5 separate regions of the Mus musculus genome follow, and regions 2, 3, 4 and 5 are each linked to region 1. Evidence: chromatin contacts called from public HiCAR-type and promoter capture Hi-C data. All regions are on one chromosome and are shown on one strand. The core of a region is the stretch at or near the end of the contact, and the rest is flanking DNA. Distances in the headings are between cores, read along the strand shown. Region 1 holds the start of Trmt61b (tRNA methyltransferase 61B). Region 2 holds the start of Birc6 (baculoviral IAP repeat-containing 6). Region 3 holds the start of Slc30a6 (solute carrier family 30 (zinc transporter), member 6). Region 4 holds the start of Spast (spastin). Region 5 holds the start of Ehd3 (EH-domain containing 3).

What was found. Promoter capture Hi-C pulls out the DNA fragments that hold promoters and counts their contacts. HiCAR-type assays count read pairs that join an accessible place to other places.
Region 2: a contact with region 1 is called in a HiCAR-type map of astrocytes, with 8 times the contacts expected there. The contact joins the promoter of Birc6 here to the promoter of Trmt61b in region 1.
Region 3: a HiCAR-type map of astrocytes shows a contact between it and region 1, with 8 times the contacts expected there. The contact joins the promoter of Slc30a6 here to the promoter of Trmt61b in region 1. A contact is called at or near these places in 1 of 115 datasets of contacts at active chromatin or transcription factors (astrocytes) and 1 of 9 other capture datasets (liver).
Region 4: a HiCAR-type map of astrocytes shows a contact between it and region 1, with 8 times the contacts expected there. The contact joins the promoter of Spast here to the promoter of Trmt61b in region 1. A contact is called at or near these places in 1 of 39 promoter capture datasets (liver) and 2 of 115 datasets of contacts at active chromatin or transcription factors (astrocytes and large pre-B cells).
Region 5: a contact with region 1 is called in a promoter capture Hi-C map of pre-B cells, with 4 times the contacts expected there. The contact joins the promoter of Ehd3 here to the promoter of Trmt61b in region 1. A contact is called at or near these places in 3 of 39 promoter capture datasets (hippocampal neurons, liver and pre-B cells) and 1 of 115 datasets of contacts at active chromatin or transcription factors (astrocytes).

What each region holds. Positions count from the first base shown.
Region 1 is chr17:71,597,474-71,600,059 of GRCm38.p6, reverse strand. Trmt61b (tRNA methyltransferase 61B) reads left to right here and starts at 1,299. Exons shown (of 6, transcript NR_027952.1): 1 at 1,299-2,124. It overlaps n-TCgca52 (a tRNA gene), which reads right to left and starts at 789; the gene lies at 718-789.
Region 2 is chr17:74,527,001-74,529,586 of GRCm38.p6, reverse strand. It overlaps Birc6 (baculoviral IAP repeat-containing 6), which reads right to left and starts at 1,292. Exons shown (of 73, transcript NM_007566.3): 1 at 786-1,292. The coding sequence starts at 1,119. It overlaps Gm31645 (a long non-coding RNA gene), which reads left to right and starts at 1,387. Exons shown (of 3, transcript XR_385765.4): 1 at 1,387-1,954.
Region 3 is chr17:74,394,294-74,396,879 of GRCm38.p6, reverse strand. It overlaps Slc30a6 (solute carrier family 30 (zinc transporter), member 6), which reads right to left and starts at 1,272. Exons shown (of 14, transcript NM_144798.6): 1 at 1,212-1,272. The coding sequence starts at 1,214.
Region 4 is chr17:74,337,715-74,340,300 of GRCm38.p6, reverse strand. It overlaps Spast (spastin), which reads right to left and starts at 1,314. Exons shown (of 17, transcript NM_001162870.1): 1 at 856-1,314. The coding sequence starts at 1,264.
Region 5 is chr17:73,803,528-73,806,113 of GRCm38.p6, reverse strand. Ehd3 (EH-domain containing 3) reads right to left here and starts at 1,273. Exons shown (of 6, transcript NM_020578.3): 1 at 645-1,273. The coding sequence starts at 871.

The DNA of each region.
Region 1 (2,586 bases), core at 50-2,549:
CTATCACCCCACCATTCCTTAGTCTTTAGAAAGGTGTATGGTACCATCAACAAGAGCTGCTGAACGTGGTCAACCTAGTTAGAAATCCCACCATCCCATTTCTCAGCTACCTTGTCAGGGGACTTGCTGACGTCGTTTAATCTTCTTTGTATAGTAGGTCATAAATACTGATTTCTAACTGAATTGCAAATTTTCAATATATGTGCATGGTACTGTCTGATTCTCAATAAACTTATAGGCAGGCTAATGATATTTAACTTTGAGTGCAAAAGGTAACTTCAGTTTTTTTGTTTGTTTGTTTTTGGTTTTTTGAGACAGATGTGCTGTTGTACAAATTTTATTTGTTTTTTGAGACAGGGTTTCTCTGTGTAGCCCTGGCTACCTGAAGCTCACTCTGTAGACCAGGCTGGCTTCGAATTCAGAAATTCGCCTGCCTCTGCCTCCCGAGTGCTGGGATTAAAGGCATGCGCCACCACACCCGGCTAACTTCAATTTTAGGAAGTGTTTATTGCTGGGCAGTGGTGGCGCACAGGAAAAGAAGTGTTTATTTGGGTAGGCGGGGTGGTTAAAACAGTTGTGTTGATTTTTTTTTTTTTTTTTTTCCTGTTTATTTTGTAGCTTAGCCATCGGATAGTCTCTGGCTATCCTGTAACCCACTATGTAAATTAGGTTGGTTCTGCCTCCCAAGTGCTGGAATGTGCCACCAAAATTATAGGAAGGGGGCACCTGGATTTGAACCAGGGACCTCTTGATCTGCAGTCAAATGCTCTACCACTGAGCTATACCCCCGGTGGCTACTGCCACCTTACTCTACCTTTGTGAACACTCTAGACCTCGGGCTGAGGCTGACCAGAGAGTCCCTAGCCATTCGAAATAGACCTCCCAGTTATGAGCAAGGTGTGCGGGTCAGCAAGCAGTGCGTCCTATGACGCCTGACCAACGATTTTTCTGGGCTAGATGACTTTGGACTCTTGGGGATGATGGGTGACGGTCCTGTCCACCACCACTAGTGACTTAAACCTGGTTAAGACTGTCCAGGTTCCACGTCTAGTCTTCCCGGGTCTTCCTGTCCCTGGGCGGCTAGCGGAGATTGGTGAGCAGTAAGTAAACTCTGTGCTTTTGCCACTCGCGGAAAGCCAGGATTTTAGCCCGGAGGCCAACGAGCCCTAAGCTCGGGCCACCGCATGTGCTGGACGCCAAGGCGGTGACGCACTCTGTCGGCGACGCGGGGGAGCCCACAGCCTGCACTACCCCAAAACCGGGCAAAGGGCACGGCGGTGGCTACGTCACACGTGTGCGACAGCACCTGCTCCGGACGTCAGGCTCTCTAAGGACGACGTGGTTCTTCCTTGTGAGGTTGAGGCGCCCGAGAGGCGATCAGAGCTCAGAGCCGATTCATTCCTGCTTGACTTTGGGTCGGTGCCTCGTGAGCGAGCTCATTTCCCGGGGTTGCGGGTCCTTGCCTGGGGACACGCGAGTTGGAGAGCGCGTGCACCGGTCGTTCCCTTCCCGTGCTGCCCGCGTCCGGATCGTCGGGACCCGGTTGTCTCTAGTATGTGGAAAGGCTCGGGCTGGGAACTTCGAGGGAGGAGTTACCCCCTCGAGATCCGGAGGACCAGAGCGGAGAGCAGGGCCACTGAGACCCTACAGGATATGACTCCGAGGATCGCGTGCTGGACACGAGTGGCTACCGAGCCCGGAGAGCTTCGCGCTGCCTCCTCCTGGTCCCTTTCCAGAGGACTCTTTTCAGTCGGGGATGCTTATTAAAGCTCTGGCGGGAAAGAGAGAATCACAATTAAAGAAATTAGTCCTACTCTGCAACGTCGGACACTTTAATAGTAACTGGGGAGCGATTGCGTTCAGGGAGATCGAGGACAAGTATCCTGGCCAGATCCTGACATGTTTTCCCGGTAAGAGTTCTCTGCGGAGGCCACCTTTGGAGGACTCTGTATATTGATGGAAGAGGGAACGCCGGAACCTATCCCAAAAGTATTGTCATGGGAATTAGGTGTGTGTGGGTTCCAGGAAGGGCGAGGACGGACGGCGCACTACCACAGTCCGATGAATGTTCTCATCACCGACCTTTGGAGTTTTTCAGCATGTTGGATTTTTAAACATGTTCAGGTACTGATAATTTTAGAAGGAAACAGAATTTACATTTGATATTTGCCACTCCCTTATCTAAAATGAAGATTATGCCAGTTTACTAGCAGAATGGTATGGACTCGCTAAACAGAGACGTACCTGTTTGTTCCCCACAGCTCTGAAGCGTATGGGTATTGATCTTAGGATGTTGAACTGTTTGGGGGTACATTTTGTAGTACCATTGTAATAATACCATATTTTTTTGTTTTTAATATTTGGGGAGTGGGCCCTGAATGAGAACTTGCAAACAGTGTGGAGGTCAGAGGGTAACTCTCCCAGAGTCTCTTCTGCCACCTGGGATCCTGGAATAAATTCGGGTTACCAGGCTTGCCTTCGTGTCTACTGGCTGAGCCATCTCGCAGGCCCTGTGGCAGTATTTTAATAATGATACTTAATAAGGAATGTTACTGGAAATCCATTATCGCATACATATTTGTATTA
Region 2 (2,586 bases), core at 43-2,542, 2.9 Mb before region 1:
CTATGCTAAAACAAGTTGAAAGGGCTTGAAGTTCCACCTAATTACAAGGGGCCTAGGCTTCTTGACACTGGAAGGAGGGAGCACTCAGAGCTAGAGGACCGATACTAACCTTTTTTTTTTCTTTTTTTTTTTTTTTTTTTTTTTTGCACTCTGCGAGTCCCATAGTCCAGCAAGCACAGTTCAGGCAGCTGGCCTTCCCTCTCCTACTGACCTCCCCATCCCAGTGCCCACTCCAGCCCGCCCCCTGTGCGAAAGCGCAACCCTCGGAGGTCCCCGCACCTACAGGACCAGACGACAACCGGCGGGCCGCTACTCGCCGGGAAAAGAGGGCAAGACAGCCGGCTTGGACGCTTCCCGCCCCTTGCCTCCGGCCACCCATCTCTCCCGCCACCGCCAAGACTGCCAGCCCTTCCCTCTGGTCCAGCCCGGAGCTAGCCCAAAATCTCGTCCAAGAGGCCAGCGAGGGCCCGGTCCTCACCAGCACCGACCTCCAAGGCCTCCACATCTCTCCCACAGGACCAGGCCGGTTCAGATGCAAAAGGCCCGAAAAGCAACTCGCAGCGCACCCCGCCAAACCGAGTTCCCGTCCCCAAAAGCTGCTGCTTTCCGAGTCCGAAGGTCCTCGGCCGTAGCTTCCGGGCCTCTCCGACCCTCCCGCTCCACGCTGTCCCTCCGAGGCCGATCCCGATCCCGGAGGCTGGGAGGCTTCCTCCACCAGCATCCCCACAACCCGTCTCCGCCCGCGGCCGGCCCAGCCCAGCCCCCGCCCGGCGTGCCGCGCTCACCGCTGAGCGCCGAGGCCTGAAGGGTGGCCCCGGACGTGCCGTCGATGACTTTGATGGTCCCGCGGCTGGTGACGGCCAGGATGGCGTTAAGCGCCGGGTGGTAGGAGAGGCTGTGCAGCCCGTCGGCGTCGCAGCGCATGCAGCCATCCCGCAGCACCAGCCACTCGGAGACCCCGGCCGCCCCCGCCCCTGCCGCCGCCGCCGCGGAGGAGCAGCTCGGGCCCGAGGCCTCCGCAGCCGCAGCCGCCATCTTCCGGCCTGCGCTCAGCACAATCACACTGGGAAGCCGCTCAGTGACAGTCCCGGGAGGTGCAGCACCACAGCCAGTCACCATCCGGGGCCAGGGGGCAAAGCGGAGCGCGTTAGCCGGAAGTGAAGTCAAGCGCCTGCACGCACAGGGAACGTCGCCCGCCAGGCCGGCCAGGCCAAGCGAGCTCGCAGGCTGGCGGGGGAGGGGAGAGAGGGCCGCACCAAAGGAGGGGCCGGAGCCCAGGGGGTGGAGCATGCGCGGGAGTGCCGATCTAGCCAGAGCAGAGGGAAGCTAATAAGGAACTTCCGAAGGCACAGAAAAGGCGGGGCAGGGGCGGGACCTGGCCTAGTAAGCATGCGCAGAAGAGCTCCCAGGGCCCGGTAGGCGGGCCTCAGAAGAAGAAGGGGGCGGGGCTGAAACTTTTTTTTTTCAAGCGCGGAGCATGCGTGGTAGGACTAGGCGCGTGCCACGCGCTGCTGCTCCAGCCAGCCCTGCGTCCTCAACGTCCCAGTTTCTTCCTTCGAGCCCCGGGAGTGGTATCGGCGGGAGTTCCGCCCTGCGCGTGGCAGGGAGGGTGGTGCTGGGCCCTGTGCATTTCCGCTAGGCAAACCCGAGCCCGCGCGACTTGTCTGGTACGCCCAGAGGCCCCTTCGTGGCCAGGGCGGCTGATTCCCAGCGGTTCCCAGCACGGGGCAGAGGAGGAGGGCGTTGCGGGGTGGAGGCGAGATCCGGAAGTAGGCCTCTATCATTGCACACTCTGACAAGCCTCTTCATTGGAACTGAACCTGATTTTTTTTTTACGACGCCTGCCCTAGTTTCAGATTTTTTTTACACTTGATCTTAGAAGACTGAGAAGCGATAGTTCCAAATCTTTTAATAAACAGACATGCTCATTAATGAGGTGCTGGACACATTACAGGTCAGCCTAGTGTAGCTCATTGCAAAGGATTTACATGATTTTTGGTGGGGTGTTGTGGATTGCCCTGGGGCTAATTATATTTGATGTCAATTCTGTTCTCCTGTGAGGAGTTGTGAACAAGGAATGAGTCAGCACTTAGGTGATTTCTTGTAAACCTTCCCACCTTAATTTGTAAAATAAAGGAAAGCTGATGATTGGGCAGAGAAAGGGAAAGTGGAGTGGAAAGAAAGGAAGGAGGTTTGAGACAGAGAAGGCAGAGGAGGAGGAAGAAGAAAAGCAGAACAGAAGAACATGGCCTGGAGAAAACGCAAGTTCTAAGTGGTCTCATAGATGTGGAAGATGGTAGTGTAGTGGTTGTAGATCTGCCCAATCTAGGCGCACAGCATGTATTCATACTAATTGTGTCGTGTTTTCATTGCCAGAGCATAATTGGGTTGGAGAGATTTGCTGTAACAGTGGAGTATCCTCCTTCGTTAGATTTGAAAGAACATCTTTCTTAAACTTTATGTTGAAACAGTTACTTGTCAGTCAGTCACTTGTAGTTACAGTGTAGCGGTGCCTGGGTGTGGTCTCGCATACCTAGAATCCCAGTCTGAAACAGTAATGCTAAGAATTCTGGGCAAGCCTGCGCT
Region 3 (2,586 bases), core at 23-2,522, 2.8 Mb before region 1:
GTTGTCTGTAACTCCACTCCCAGGAGATTCAACACCCTCATTTTACTTCCCCGGGCACCAGACACGTACTTTGTGCACCAAGAAACAGGCAGACAAACATCCATACACAAAATTTAAAAAAAAAAAAAAATCTGGGAACCAGAGAGATGGCTCAGTACTTGAGAACACAGGCTGTTCTTCCAGAGGACCTAAGCTTGACTCCTAGCATCCACATCTGCTCACAGCTCCCTGTAACTCCAGCTCCAGGGATCTAATGTCTCTGGCTTTCTCCCACAGCTGCACCCACGTGCACATAACCACACAATTTAAAAGAATACGGTGAATTCTTTTACAGATCTTCATTAGACATTTTAATATATAATATTTTAATGTTTTGGTTTTTCGTTTTTTTCGAGACAGGGTTTCTCTGTATAGCCCTGGCTGTCCTGGAACTCACTTTGTAGACCAGGCTGGCCTCCAAAGAAGGAAACTTTATGGTGGCAACAGTAAGAACACAAATATGTCATTGTCGTATGTAAGTTACCAGTAAGGGCTCAATGAGTTTTTGTGATCGTTTCAAAGGGCGGTCAGCACTCTGACATCTGAAAACGCAACCACCCGTTCACCTTTACAGAATACTGAGATAATTATGTTTGACTTACGCGTTTTGTTGTTTGGTTTTAGATTATGGGGTTTTTTTGTTTTTTTTTTTCGGGTCAGAGTCTCTATTTAACTCAGGGTGAACTTCGAAGTGCAATCCTCCTGCCTCAGTTTCCTGAGTTGTAGGCCAAAGGCATGTGCCAAAACACTCAGCTTAATAATTAACTCAATAATTTTTAGGAAAAACCTGACATTCCAACAACCATAGCGTATACTAGAACCTTTCCCGAGCTGCTCCACTAACCCTTTCTGTAGCCGCTGCTCAGTGCCGAGCTATTCAAACACTGAAAAGCAAACGAGTGAACACGCCCTAGAAAGCCCCACGCAAGCCTCAAGTCGCTGATGGCGTTCACTTGTTCTCAGAGGAAGCTTTAATTTTAACATTAGGCAAATCTGGCATTTCCCAGCTGTAGAGGCACAGAGCAGGAACCCTTCAAGAACCCGAGCGCTGGGAACCCCAGCGCAGGCCCGACCACGCGGTTCCGAGCAGCTGCGGTACAGCAGGGCGCTCGAGCGAGGAAGCAGGAGGGAAACATCCCGCAAGAATCCCGCACACCCCACGGCCAACTCACCATGGTAAGGAGCCGTACAGCTCCCGCCGGAAGACGCTCTGAGAAGTCGCATTTCTCAAGCGGAAGGGGCGGGCCTTCAGAATCCGATTGGTTGCAGGGCGAGGGGGCGGGACTGCGCATGTACCCTAGGTCGCCGTCTTTTTGTTCTCCGCCGCCTGGGAAGTGGGCGGATTAGAGCTGCTCTGGGCGGGGCTGCTCGCCCAGGGAAAGGGTGGGCATTTATCACCTTGGGAGGAACTTTGAGGTCTGTTCAAAGTCTTCTACCAGAGTGTGAGTTTATTACAGTTTATACTCCTGTTTTAAAAATGAAGAAGCAGGAACATTAAGAAATGTCACAGTAAGGCCGGGCAAGTCTCGCTGATTTCGAGGTCAGGCTCCTCGAGGTAGACTCAGCCTATGTTAAAAATACATTTATCAAATTCCCAACTGTTTCATTAAAAATAATGTCGCAGAAAACGCTTGGCTTAAGAACACAAGGATTCGAGTTAAATCACAAGAACCTACGCCGTCACGATGGCCACACCTGTTTGATCTCAGCACTCAGGAAAGCAGAGGCAGGCATATCCTTAGTGACTCGATTTCAAAAACCCAGGTGAACGTCAACCTTAAGTATAAGGTTGTTCTCTGGCCTCCACGAGCACTTTACTGGTGCACGTCACCGGTCAGGGTGCAGCATCGCCTGCGTACTATTCTAACGCTGGAGGCTGAGGCAGGAAGACTACACTACACAGCAAAACTGTCTCAAAACCAAAACGAACGAGTGAGTGAGTGAGTGAGTGAGTGAGTGAGTGAGTGAATGAATGAATGAATGAATGAATGAAAAGAGGTGATGGCTTTTCCTGACTCCAGTCATCCAAGTGGCTACTGCAGTTTAAGAGGATCTGACACCACCACCAGGTGGTAGAGCCCTTAGGCATGACACACAAGGGTTCAATTGCCTAAACTGGGTGCAAACCTGTAACCCTATAGATTTGGTAGCTGAGGTAGAAATATTCAGTTCAAGCATACTTGGGGTTTAGAGTAGGTCACTGTCAGCCTCCCCAGTTAGTGAGAGCATCTCAAATTTAAGGAAAAAATAAGCACTTGTAGCTGGAGTCCACTGTTTTGTATATGGTGCCTGTCTTGGGAAGCTGTGGCAGGACACTGAATTCAAGTCACACTTCACTACGTAAAGTACCAAAAAGACAGAACAATAAGAGAGGGATTTCTTAGGGAGAATACTTTCGGGGGTGGGGGGTGGGGGAGAAGGAAGGGTGAGACAAGGACTAAAATTTATTATATACCAGGAAACTGTCCAAGAATAAAATATTTTTAAAAATCTGAAGCATGCCTTAAGTCTTATATGTTTCATAAGCTAGTGTGGAACTCAGAATAG
Region 4 (2,586 bases), core at 65-2,564, 2.7 Mb before region 1:
ACTCTGACCTCAGAATTATTGTGAGGATCAAAGACACATGCAAAATGAATTGACAATGCCTGCCACACAGAAAGGCGAAGAAAAGATGTTGCTTGAAGGAAACCTGAAGTATGCAGTATTCCTGCCTTCACTGCGAGGCAGGAGCGTTTGTTTTATCTTCTATGGTAGAATGATATATGCCTGTTTACCCAACTCATTCATTTAATATTTTTAACATTAAAATTTAGAAACTCGAGAGTGCCTTGGAATAAAATAAAAATAACAAAATAGTAAAAACTAAAGCAACTAGCGGTTGAAATACAGCTCAATAAAAAAGAAATCTTCAAGACTCACTATATTGGTAAAAATAATTCATGAAACTTCAGAATATGGCAAATCCGGCTCTAAGTATAAGGAGCTACTACTCCTTTCAAATCCAAGTCAACCCCCCCCTTTTTTTTTTCCTCTCCAAACACTACAGAACCCTTCTCAATGAAGTTTATACACAGCTGTTTCGATACCAAAACCTTTTGGAAGCCCAGCTCAGAGAAAGCAACACTGTTTACAGTGTTAGAAAGAATCCCGTGTGGTCGGTCACTCTAGGCCAACTGTCACTGTCACCAGCACGCCTGGGTGTCTCACGGGGACTTGGGTCATGCACAAGTGTGGGGGTGCTGAAACAAAGTCGAGTCAGGGCGCCCTGAAAGGGGTGAGGATCAACTAACTAGGCGTCGCACAGCAGGATCTGGCCTGTGGGGACTCGGACTCCCGAGGCAGATCAACTCCGGGGGTGCAGGAAAGGGACGCAAGTGGCGTCCTCCCAGGGCCGCCCGCCCCGGCCAGCCCGCCGGCCTCCCTCCAGCCCCCCAGTAGTACCTTTCTCTTCCTCGTCGATGCGCAGGGCAATGGAGATGTACTCGAAGGCCTGCTTGTGGAAGACGCGGACGCTCTCGGCCTCGCCACCCGGTCCGGGCTCTGGGGGCGAGGGCGAGGCGGGCGCCGGCGCGGTCCCGGAGCTCCTCTTGGCGGCCATGAGGGCGCGGGAGAAGCGCTGGCAGAGCCACGCGAAGAGGAGCCCCAGGTGGCAGGCCAGCAGGCGCAGCAGGGCGAAGCCGACGACCAGCGGGGACGAGAAAGAAGACGGGTTCCGCTTAGGCGGCGAGCCGGCCGCAGGGGCCGGGCCGGCGGCAGGGGCGGGGACCGCGGCGGGGGGCGGAGGCCTGGCGGGCGCCGGGCTCGCGCCGCCCGAGCCTTTCTTCTTCCGTCGTCCGGCCGGAGAACTCATTCACAGCTCCCACTGCCGCCGCCGCCATAACCCGCTTCCCGCAGACCGACGGCGACCAAGCGGCGGCGGCGGCGGCCACTGCCACTGCGGCGGCGGGGGCCCACGGAGCCGCTCGCGCGCCAGCCGGAGCCCGGGAGCCTGGCACCTGCACGCGCCGCTCGCCGGCCCCGCCCCTCGCTCCTCAGCTGCCCAGGAGCACAACCCCGTCTCCTCCTCCTCCTCCTCCTCCTCCCGCCGCGGCCGGTGGCTCCTGCCCCTCCTTTCCTTCTGTCCCCTGGGCCGCTGGCACCTCGCTGCGGCGGCCGGGCACGCGCACGTCCTCGGTGAATGGCTCTGGTGCGCGCGCGTACGCCGCCGTCTTTGTTGACCTGGGAGCTTGTGCGCATGTGCGGCATCCTCCTACCCCCCACGCCCCTGCTATGCCCCTTTCTCTGGGAACCTCAGTTCTGTAGGCGCGGTTCGGCTTGCGATGGTCCCAGGGGTTCGTCGCTCCGCAGGTTCTTCGACTTTTGAAGAATCGGAATAGGGAGCTTTGATAATAAATTTTTAAATGGGGGTTAACAGCGTTTGAGTGGCTTTACTAGTGCTCAGGTCTGCTGTCTCGCAGTGCGGTTGTTTGCCTTTGTGTGAGATGCTGACCTCCAACTCCTCTTGTAGCTGAGGAAGGAGGCCTTCAACTCCTGATCTTTCTGCCTCCGTCTCCCCAAAACTAGGATTACAGGTGTGCATCATCACTCCTATTGCTTTATATATCTTTGTTTTCTGCTGGTTGAGCCAATAGGTCTTTTGCAAAGGATGGCTGATCTGAGTTTCGTATCAGAGGCAGTGTGTAGCAATTTGGGTATGTTAGCTGAGAGGGAAACAAGTTGCAGAGACAAAGTTCAAGACATCCTAAAGGGAAAACTTTATTACCACGAGGACCACGAACCCTACTTTCAACTAACCTATTACACGTTTGTGTTATCTCAGGATTAGTTATGTGAATGCAGTCATTCTTGGGTTTTGCCTAGTTACCATACTTGGTAGAATCCATACTATCTGTGTGTGCACGTGGATGTGTGTATATGTCTTCACCATTTCTTCCTTTGGTAGACTATCTATCTACTCAATATTTCCCATATTCTAATGATCAGCAGTTGTTCTACAGATCCTGGATCACATAGAGGAAAACAAACCGTGGGCCAGTCAGACTCCTGCGAACTGGCATCTGGAAATAGAAGTTAGTTGAAATCAAAAGCTCTAAGAGCCAGTCGATGCCATCTGTATTCCCAGAGTTTTTGGATTCCTAGACTATATTGCCTATCCAATAAACTATTCAGTCT
Region 5 (2,586 bases), core at 24-2,523, 2.2 Mb before region 1:
GTGCAGCTCTAAACCATCACGTATCCTCCCATCACCTCTGCTATCTCACCTGCAAAGTCAAGGGCCAGATGAGGCATCTTAGTATCTCCTCTACTTCTGTAAGCTGCTTTATTATTATTATTATTATTATTATTATTATTATTATTATTATTATTATTGAACTATTAAGTTCAAAGAAGAAACTTATTAAAAGTATTCTGCTTCTCTAAGAGACAGCCCTAAAAGCACTGTCAGAGAGAAGGAAAAACGGTAAAAGAATAAATGACCCCAGGGTCTCCAGTTCACCCCCATCCCCAGGCCCGCGACCATGAGAACAACTCGGCTGCAAAGGTAAGGCTCCCCGGGATAATCCCAAGCCCTTCACGAGATAAGAGATTCTAGTCAAAAGGAGGGTTACGGTATCCCCACCTTCATTAGGAGTCTGGTTCCTTCTGTGCCTCAGTTTCAGTGCCCAGATCAGACAACAGGGATGACTCTTAATAAAATGACCAGGGCTAAGAACTGAGGAGGGACATCATATAGGAATCAATGGGGGACTCGGTAGTAGGATCAACTTTTGAGGCCTCCCACAGGGATTTCTTCAGAGCCCTTAATGGAAGACTTTCCACGTCACCCGGAAGGCTCAGCACCCAGATGAGGCTCACCTGATGAAGGTGGTCTTGCCGGTAGAGTACTGGCCCACCAACAGGACCATGGGCTTGTTGTCGAAATCAGCATCTTCCAGGGCGGGCGAGTGGAACTCGTGGAAGCGGTAATACTCTTCCAGAGGCAGCAGCTTGGTCTTGTAGAGTTTTTTGAGTCCATCGCTCACCGTCTGGAAGACCTCAGGGTCCTTCTTGCGGCGATCATCGTTACCCAGCCAACTGAACATTGTGACAGCTGGGAGGAAGCTCCCGGGAGTGGCACCCGCCTAGCTCGAACAACGCCGCCACTACTGCCTTACCAGAGCTCGGGGCTCAGACGCACCATGGCCCGGGCTGCCCCAGCTGCTGGATTCAGTCCAGTCCCAGGTTCATCCACAGCCCGGTTGGAGAGAAGGATGCTGTGGATTGTGTCAAGAGAACTGCAACCTTGGAAATTAAAGACAAACCTGCCGGGAAGCCGAAGCCTGAGTTCCAGGTCTCCCCAGATAGATGACTAAAGGATGCTCGAGCTCCGCTACTGCGGAGCCCAGGCTGCGCCGGGTAGGCAGCGGCTCACACAGCTCCGCATCCGCAGCAGCATCCCGCCGCCCCCGGCGCGCGTTTAAATGCCAGACGTGCAGGAAGTCCCCGAGAACTGGCAAAACCCGGCCAGCTCCACGGTCAGGGCGACGCGAAGCCAAGGAGGGCGCCGCCATGTCTATGGGCAGGCGCTCTGCGGCCGCGCGGACTCTATCTGCAAAAAGCTGCTGCCAGAGTCCTGTGGGAAAGCGCAGGCATTTCTTTCCCAGCCCTGGGGATTTGACTTGGGAGCAGCGCCCTCTCAAGGACGGAGACTAAGACAGCCTTGACCTACTCTACCGTTTTGAGACTCAGTTCCTTTGGTTACTGAGGTCAGTTCCCTGGGGATACTAATATTGGGACCCATTTGGGGAAAATTCTACTGTATTTTCCTTGGGGCATGGAAAGAAGGTGCCCCTGACAAGTGACATAAAATAACCAAAAAATCAGTAACTTATCTTTTCACCAGGCCTGAGGTGAAGTGAAAAACAAACAACAAACAAAAACGGCTTTCCTCTTTCTCTCCTCCCCCTCTCTCCCACTCAATACGGTAGGTAAAACCAGCAAAACACACACAGGCAGGGAGTGCTAAGGGGCAGCGACCTAATTTGACACAACTACATACAAAGCTGAGTCTTTGAGGAGCCTTTTAGGAGATGTAGCAGGGTAGAATTACAACAGACACGAAAAGAGGCAGGCAAATTTCTGAGTTTGAGGCCAGCCTGGTCTACAAAGCGAGTTCCAGGATAGCCAGGGCTACACAGAGAAACCCTGTCTCAAAAAAAAAAAAAAATTAAATTAAATAAAAATAAGAATAAAAAAAAAAGCAAGCAAGCAAGCAGAACCATCTTTTGCTTTTTTCGTGGTCAATTTGAAGGCATTACAGGAAACATGGCTGTGAGATGTCTCTTCAAGGATGAGCTGAGAGAAGACTGGAAGGCATTTGAGGTCACATAAAAAGCCTTCTTAAAAACAATCCAGAGCAGTGTAAAGATTTTGGCAGAGCTACATCCAAAATGGTAGATCGTGAAATGTATGATGGGAACAGGCATGGAAGAATGTGCACACCAAGATAGGAGCCAAACAAGAAATGGGAAACCCATAAGAATATCATTACCAATAATTGCTATGTAACAAAATGCTCACCAAGCACAGGGGTTGCTGAGATCTCAGGAAGCAACATTGTAGCGCCCCTCTGAGGAAGATCGTGCCATTGCCAGCAATGCCAAGAACAGTGATGAGACATTGGCCAGATGTGGCAAAGGGTGGGGCAGCAACAAGGAACAAAGTCAATGACAGTTCTAGAAGGATTCTAACCAGTGAGGTGGCAAGCCTTTCCTCTCTCCTAAGGCAGAGGGCTCCCACTGCCCTCCCTTCCACCAAC